Regions from separate parts of the Bicyclus anynana genome. Here region 1 is linked to region 2. A link is a contact called in public Hi-C data. All regions are on one chromosome and are shown on one strand. Each heading gives the region's core, a stretch centred on a gene start, on an enhancer-like site or on the middle of the called end of the contact. The rest is flanking DNA. Distances are from core to core; before and after follow the strand shown.

Evidence for each region. Hi-C and Micro-C count contacts between places; a contact is called where the count stands out from the background.
Region 1: a contact with region 2 is called in a Hi-C map of whole larva, with 2.9 times the contacts expected there. The contact joins the promoter of LOC112048387 here to the enhancer-like site in region 2. A contact is called at or near these places in 2 of 2 Hi-C or Micro-C datasets (whole body and whole larva).

The regions. Positions count from the first base shown.
Region 1 is chr7:9,297,784-9,301,853 of ilBicAnyn1.1, forward strand. It overlaps LOC112048387, which reads left to right and starts at 2,410. Exons shown (of 9, transcript XM_052882672.1): 1 at 2,410-2,698.
Region 2 is chr7:9,261,994-9,266,278 of ilBicAnyn1.1, forward strand. No RefSeq gene overlaps it. Among protein-coding and RNA genes, the nearest start is that of LOC112048304, 21 kb to the left of the region's middle. Within about 2 kb of position 2,723, at least 7 of the 8 cell types and tissues checked have open chromatin away from gene starts, as enhancers often do.

The sequences.
Region 1 (4,070 bases), core at 1,160-3,659, 35 kb after region 2:
TACTGAATAATAAACCCCTATTGTTTGTTTCTTACTGAGTAAATAGTTAAACGAAATAAATATTGCTGATGCCGGTGTACTGAATATAGTTCTGTAATTCTATTCAGTCCTGTTAGATATATTTCTGTAATTCAAATACGATCGCAGATAATATAATCGAAAGATTTCTGATATTTTTTTACTACTTTAATACTTATTTTACCTGGATTTAATTAAAAATAAAATTAAATAATAAAACTACATAATGAAAATTGAGGAATGCTCGCAACTCGGTATCTAACTACAAGTATTCTTGAATTATTGTATAGAGAATTGTAAATTGTGGTTATAGTCTACTTTGTCTAGGTCATTGTAATATATTTATTAAATGAAATGATCACGGAAAATAAATATTTTCAGTATCAAGAGTATTGTGATTAAAAATTCAATTAAAATTCTTGTTAATGTAAGCAAAAAGTTTGTACCTAGAAGTAGGTACAAAAACACTTTTACATATTATAGGGATTATTAATTATGATTCCGAATAGCCTTTGACGTAGTAATTACTAAATTGTAGTGATTTATAAATGAAACAAAAATCACACAGAGATTTCGGTTCTTTTTTTTAAACTCTCAATGAAAGAAGTTTGTATTGCTCCAGGCCAAGATTGATTTGCCTGTGAAAACATGAAATTTGATCGATGCTTGAAAAAATAAACAGACAAAAATACCACAACAGAAAGCTTTTTAAAGATTTCATTTTTTTTTAGTTGGCATACCTACCTACAATTTGTTTAAATATCTTAGTATCATTCGATAGTTTAATAAACTCTGTATATTAATAATATGCCCCATGCTATGTTTGAATAAGTAAAATACGAGTTTTAGATTTAAGATTATGTTCGAGTTTACAACAACTGTATGTACAGGGTACAACACATCATACTCGTTTAAACCTCAAACAGTCACATTTTCTGCCCCAGGAAACGTAATAGTTTCAATGTTATTATGTTTTTGTCATCGCAATGTGTGCTGGGACGAAGAACCGTTATGGTTTTTTATATAGTAACATAATGGGCACCCTTTAGTGGCAAAAAACATGAGGGTCCCGCAGGTAAGGCAATCTGATCGCGGACCGTGATTAAGGCTTCGATCGGAGTTACATAATGTTCCTTTGTTGCCTCCCATATGCACAACGTAACTGTTTAACTGTAAACCTTTCTTTCTTATCTAGTATCTTTCACCGCGACTTATTATACTTGGAGCACGAGGATATTTGGAATACCACGTGCCTATGAAATAACATCTGCTCGGATCATGATTAAATTGTAGAACACGTTTTTAAAGACCTTTCTGGCGCAGTTGTGGATGCTTTTCTCTATAACTGAGATGTCCTGGGTTCGATTTTCAGCACAGATTAATAACGGTTTTTACATCATCTAAATTGGCTCGGTTCTAGTCTGGTGGGAGCTTTTGGCCGTGGCTATTTACTTCGTAACTGGCAAATACGTACCGTTAAGCACATTATCATTAAGTTAGGCAACCTAAAAACAAATCAGGGGTATGGTTGAGTAAAATAAAGGGGTTTTTTATATATATAAAACCCCTTTGTTTTTCTTGGAAAAAGTAGGATTTTTACAAATGCAGCACATTATAGATTTAAGAAGACGGAAAATTTGCACTTCTTTAATTAAGGGCTCTAGTGTGTGATTGACAATCTCTACAATTTTCATTGTTCATTCAACATCTCCTGAGGATGAGATTCCCTTTTGCAGGAACCATACTTGGAGGATTTTCTTCCGGCTCTGTGTGGCGTTGTCTCAGATTTGTGAGTTTTTCGAAAATTACCTAATGCGTAATTTTCAATATAAAATATTGCCTATTGTTTATACATACTATGTGCAAAAAATGCAAATACTGCTTAATGTTCAAAAAAAAAATTATACATTTTTTTCAACATTTACGGTTTTACTTAGTTTACAATAAACATGAAATTCAGTATAAATTGTGTAAATAATATTGTACGAATATCTAAATTTGTTCTATTCATTAACTTATTGTTTTAATGTTGTGTAAAAATTATTGTTTTTATGTTAATGCTATTTGTTTCCTAAATAAATGAAAAAAGAAACTGTTCAATATTTTTAAATATCAATTGAATAAGAATTTATTTTCGAAATACTCCATAATACGCAATAAACGGGATGTATTTAAGAAATAACATTATATTATTTATTTTCAGATATAAGAATATTCTCAACGCCAGCTAATCAGATAGCGAAGTATCCAATAATACAAAATATTAGAGAAATGGGAAACAGAATTGACACTTGTACTAGATTGCCTTGCCGAGATAGAAGTGGTCGTGCGACCGTGGCATTGGCGTCCGTCTCGCTCGCGCAGCAGTTCATTCACCCGGCGCGGGCGCAGCGCGGAAGAAGCGCAGGCGCGGTGCGGGCTGTAGGCTGCGCGGGAAGGACGTCTCCGACCATGAACCAGCCACACTTTATCAGTTATTCGGAGCTCTCGGTGCGCGCGCCGTCTCCCGACATGACCCTCTAACGTGTTTCAGACTGAAAGCAACTCAGATCTCATACAAGACTTATATTTTTAAGTGACGTGCAGTGTAGTTTTTAAGCTTTAGTGATTATATTTACGGATTTATTTTCCCGATCTGGATGTCCCACGGTCGTGTTTACTGGATTATTATGCAGTCGTGGTGAGTGATTAGAAAATGATTTATTTATTTGGGTGCATTTTGTTATTGTATATATTTTTCCTTTATAAATAATAATATTTTAAGCTCGTATCAGTTGTTGCGTTTAAAAGACATCAACGCGATCTTATTAAACGCAGCTACTCCTTTTGCTTACTTCTCGCCTTTTATTTTATTATAAGTAACTAGTAATTATTAATAATATTCTCTACTTAAAGCTTAATGTTTACTATAGATAATATTTATATAACCATAAGTTAATTTCAGTAGTGATAAGGTATATTGACAAAACTATATTGACTTTATAAAATGTTCGAAAATAAAATACTAATACTTTATGAATTATATGCTTAAATAAAATTATTAATCTTCATATTTAACTATTAAAAATATTTTTTAGTTTAGATTAACAATATATTTTCTTCAAAATTATTCAACAGATGTGTAAATAGAAAATCCATTTATAAACTAATTTAAAGTAAATATTAAACGAAAATCTATACCTTATTTCTTATAATTATTAACTCCAGACAATGAAAGTCATTAACACGGCCAGATATGACCAATTATCCAGATTACAACTATAGGGGTCATTAAAACCCAACTATAATAGTGGAGCGATGACTCTGGGAGGGGTTTTAGGCTATAATTATCATAATAAACAAGTCCTAGCACATGCGTGCAAACTCACCCATGCACACACATACACACACCATTGTTGATGATTGCAAAAAGCGAACCTTGAACCTTGCGAGTTCAATTTCAAGGCGACTGTTCGCACGTGAGGCGGATTACGTAACTCACCCCACCCACACATCGAGACATGTGCGTGCAGTGTAAACAAACTATAATTATTGTATGTCGTTTATTTACTTTGAAAATCAAGTCTACTTTGTATCTAGATCAGTATATATGAGACTAGCGAACGTTCGACTTGCCAGCTAACTTGACAGATGTTGTCCTGTCTTATACAAGCTTGTATGTAGAGTATACCAATACGAGTATATCATAATCCATCATCATCATCATTATTATAAACCGATTAACGTCCACTGCTGGACATAGGCCTCTAATATAGCCTTCCAAACATTACGGTCTCCGGCCATCAGTATCCAGCAGTGCCTATATAAGAGTAACTTTGAGAAAAGCCAAAACCTTCATAACTTTCTTACTGGAACCAATTACAAACATTACATACATTACATACATACATACATACATTACAAGAATAGATATTTATTTGGCAAGTTTTAGATATTAGGATAACGCCGTAATTTTTTTGCACTTATTTCACTTTTTGTAAAATCACACATATCTTCCACTGACTATTCTCGTCACCAATCGTCGACGTCATCAACGTCATCTGGCGTCAATT
Region 2 (4,285 bases), core at 1,473-3,972:
ATTAGTAAAACCTTCTCTACCTTCATCAGATGATAATAAAAAGGAATTTTGACAAAAGCTGTCTATAATTGTTTTTATTTTTGCAAAAATTAAAACAATGAAATATATAGCTGTGTCTGCTTAATAGGGTATTCATAAGATGCATTCTGGATGTAAGTGCTCTTTACTGTAGTCGTACAGTTTTTAACCGACTTCAAAAAAGGGGGTGTTTATTGGATTTTTTTTAGGTTCGCTCATCGAAAACGTATCTAACAATTTAATCAAAAGTATTAAGGTAGGGAATCTCACTCAGTACCTCAAGACTATACTAGATGGCGCTAGAAATGTCGCCAAATTATCACAATTTTACGAAAATAACACCGCACTACTACGAGTATTGTTTATGAACAGAACTACATTTCTATTTGTCTAATTTATAATTATACATTTCCTCAAGATCGATTCAGCAGATAGATTTCGAACCCATAAGGGGCCCTTAGTCATGAGCTGGTTCATGCTATGCGGCGTTCAGCTTGGATCGTGACTAGAAGAAACTAGTCGGGCATAAACCGACGTTGTATCACGTGAGTTTTAGCCGTGTTTCATAATCAATTAATATTATTACTTTGCATTTTGATTATTTGTAGAGAGTCTACCATCTGATCGAAAGGCAGGGTCTGCTGAGCAGAGCCGGAAACTCAACCAATGATTAATTAAAATTTACCTAAGTCTATGTTTTCTAATTTCAACTCAATACATACCTCCACGTGTTCCCGAGCTAAAGGTTCTTAAAAGATTTATCCTACAAGGGTTAACGTACGGAACCCTAAAAATAAGTTGCATATTAAGTCAATGTATTATTAGGCCACAACATTTTATTACATAACCTATTTTAACCATAATAACAACATAATGTAAATTCTAGAAGTGCATACAAACGACATCAACGTGCTCGGAATTCGTCTCTGAGCTTGCTTTACATTCAAAGCACAATATTATGGACCGAAAGCCTGCAATAACCAGACATACTTCATTTTACCTCATGTTCCTGTCAGAGGTAGGTAGGTGCGTAGTCAATAAGCTAGTTGACGTTTTTTAATAGTCCTAAATTGTTCATTATCGTTCAACTGGATTATATGAAAATCACATCACATCACGCTTCACACTAATATACAGGGTGTCCCGTAAATAGTACGACATACTTTACAAGGCGATAGCTGACATCAATGCCTACTATAACGCAATTTATAATAACGCAATTTATGTTAGCCGAAGTTTTACGGTTTTTAAGTTATATTGATTTTTGTACAAAATACAAAAATCCCTACCTTCAGCGCAGTTGAGTCATACCATGTGCTGAAAAATTACTTAAGCGTTGTTTTTGTACTTGATATTTACTTATGAGTAGTTGTTTCAAGTAATGAAAGTTAAATTTTTTCTACTGCAAAGTAAGCTTTTGCGTAAAAATGTTAAACGATTTTTTTTGTATGTACTTTTAACGGTCACATTGAAAAGAAAATGTACTAGGCAAAGTACACTTAGTTTAATAATAAGGATTCCAAAAATGTAAAACATTTTGATTTGAACAGTACATGATTTTCAAACACTTCGTCACAATTGCTATTTTCGTTCTGAAAGGGGTGAATTATGTATAAAAATCGTTATTTATTATTATAACAAAAGTATTTACATTAAATCATAAGATGAACAGTTAAAATGATACATTTTAGGATTTTAGGGTCGAGCCAACAAAATCCTAAAATGAGGCATGTCTAGTCATCGCAAGCAATTGGTACAGTTTTTTGATGATAATGACGGTGATTTTCATACCAACTTTATGATGCTATGAAGCTATGAAGCTCAAATCGAAATGCAAAATTCGTTTATTTTAGTTTAGTTTACCAACTGTATTGTAGTGACTCTACGGTGGTAGAGTCACTACAATAATCAAATATGACGATTGGAAGGTAGGTTCTGCTAAAAAGAGCTCGGAATAGACTAAACATATTTAGCTTGTAAGCAAACCTTAAACCTTGTATTTATGTAGTTTGAACCTACGTAGTTCTTGGTTTAAGTGAACGGATTTATTTACAAGTCATCGATTATTTTACAATAAAACAAATAAAAACACGAAATAATGCAAAAAACGAACGAAATGTTGAATAAAGACTAACTTTCCCATTATCACTAAATCTTACTGAATTTTCCTTTTTTTGTAATATGTATTGTGATGAGAATAATGTAAACAAGTCTAAATTTTATCTGTGATGATAATAATTAACTGTAAATAAATCTAAATTTATAGTAATGGTTAAAAGGTTTTGAGGATTTTTATTATTAGGCTTTGGCCACTTAAAACATATTATTTGTTTTCTTAATATTTCTTAAAATTAATAACTAAATAGAAACTCCTAGTAAAAAACTATAAATGCACCGAGACAAAGTTAAAGCTTTAATGGAACATTTAAAAAAGTACAGATTACGGAAATTATAATAAAGAACAATAGATAGTTCCTTTGACATTTTAAAAATTACCTAAACGTATCTTTTAATTTGATATGCTATGTTCTGTATATATATAAATGTAACATATATGCCACATATTTTTTTTAAATATAAACCTTACTCCATTGTAATACGATTGACTATCATTAAAAATAACATCTTGGAATAACAACGTTGCCTTTGCAACTCCACCACTTCTTGTGATGGCCGCAAAATTCCCGCCGAACACCAAGTCATCGACCTGATCTGACATTCGGTTTACTTAATACAGCCTTAACTAAAAGTAGTATATAGCAGTGGGATTATATACTTTATGGTGTAAGAAATAAGAGCTAGAAAAAGCAATCACGCAAGTTCGCTCGATAAAAGTAAAAACTCATGCTTTTGGCGTTACCACTCACGTTACAGAATGTTCTGTACGCTTCGTGTCGAATATTTATACAGGTGACATACGCATTGTGTTCGAGGAGAAAGGAAAAAGGACACCAATGAAAAATATTAATGTGGTACGGTCAATGTACTCGGACTTACTTGACAACAGTTATCGCACCGAGAAAACATTTCATAATCTAAATCATTAGTAATAATAATCCAGACTTACTAATATATGTAAAAGTTAGTGTGTACGTTACCTTTTCATAGCTAAACCACTAAACAGATTTTAATGAACTTTGGTACAGAGATGAATTGAACCTTGGAGCAGAATATAGGCTACTTTTTATTTCAGTGAATTCCATGGTTAACGCGGGATTTATGAAAAACAGAATTTCACCGAACGGATTTGCGGGCGTCCACTAGTGCACAATACATTGTTACTTGCATTGCATTAATTATATTGATCAAAAGAATCATATCAATATCATCATTATCATTACCACCCGGTGAATGACCAGCGCTAAGGATAAAGGCCTCCTGTAAGGACTACCAAACAATAATGGTTTTGATAAGACCAAAGTTTTTTCCAGACCTTCCATAAAGAGCCGCCTGCATCCAGCAAGGAGCATCCCTACAAAAGGCGTCCACTGCAGCATAGGCCTTTTGTAGGGATTTCCAAACATCATTACCCAAAGTAGATTAAAAGTTAAGTTTTACTCTAAGGATCGCGAAATACTTATCAGTATATTTATCATTGCGCAAGCAAGAAACTCGGAATATAATAATGATATCATCAATACGAGTAAATACAGTAGTTATGTCATTAATTGTTGTCTAACTCGTTAAGCATTCACAAATATTTCGCAATATTTTTATTAGCATTCATCGCTGTACAAAACGAGTTCTCTATTTTCTTTTTATATACAACGAAGGCCTATTGCGAAGCGTAGATGAAAAGTGAATCAACCTGATGTTTGGTTGTGCGGCCACTTACGTTCGTTGACCTCACAAATTTTCGTTTCGTTGGTTACCGCGTGTTTCCCCTCCCCTCCGCGCCACCTCGCCACACCGCATGCCCCCCATTCTGCAGCTTCTCCACATAATAGGAAGAAATAAAATATGATGATTATTAAAAAAAAAGTATTCGTAAAATAAACTTCCTTTGATCCATTTTAGAATCCTGATAGACTATTGTCTATTTTTGCCTGTTATGATCTATTTCATATTGAATTCAAAAGAAATATTTATAAACAAAAGTCATTTGCAGGATGAAATTATCAAAAGAAATACTTTGACGGCCCGAGCGCTGCAAACGCCGGATGCGTACGCGCAAAAACATGAAACCGAACTCGTTTTATGTACTTACTTTTATAATTCGAATAAGAAGATTTCTTTTGCGATTGCGATGGTATTATTTATACACTTC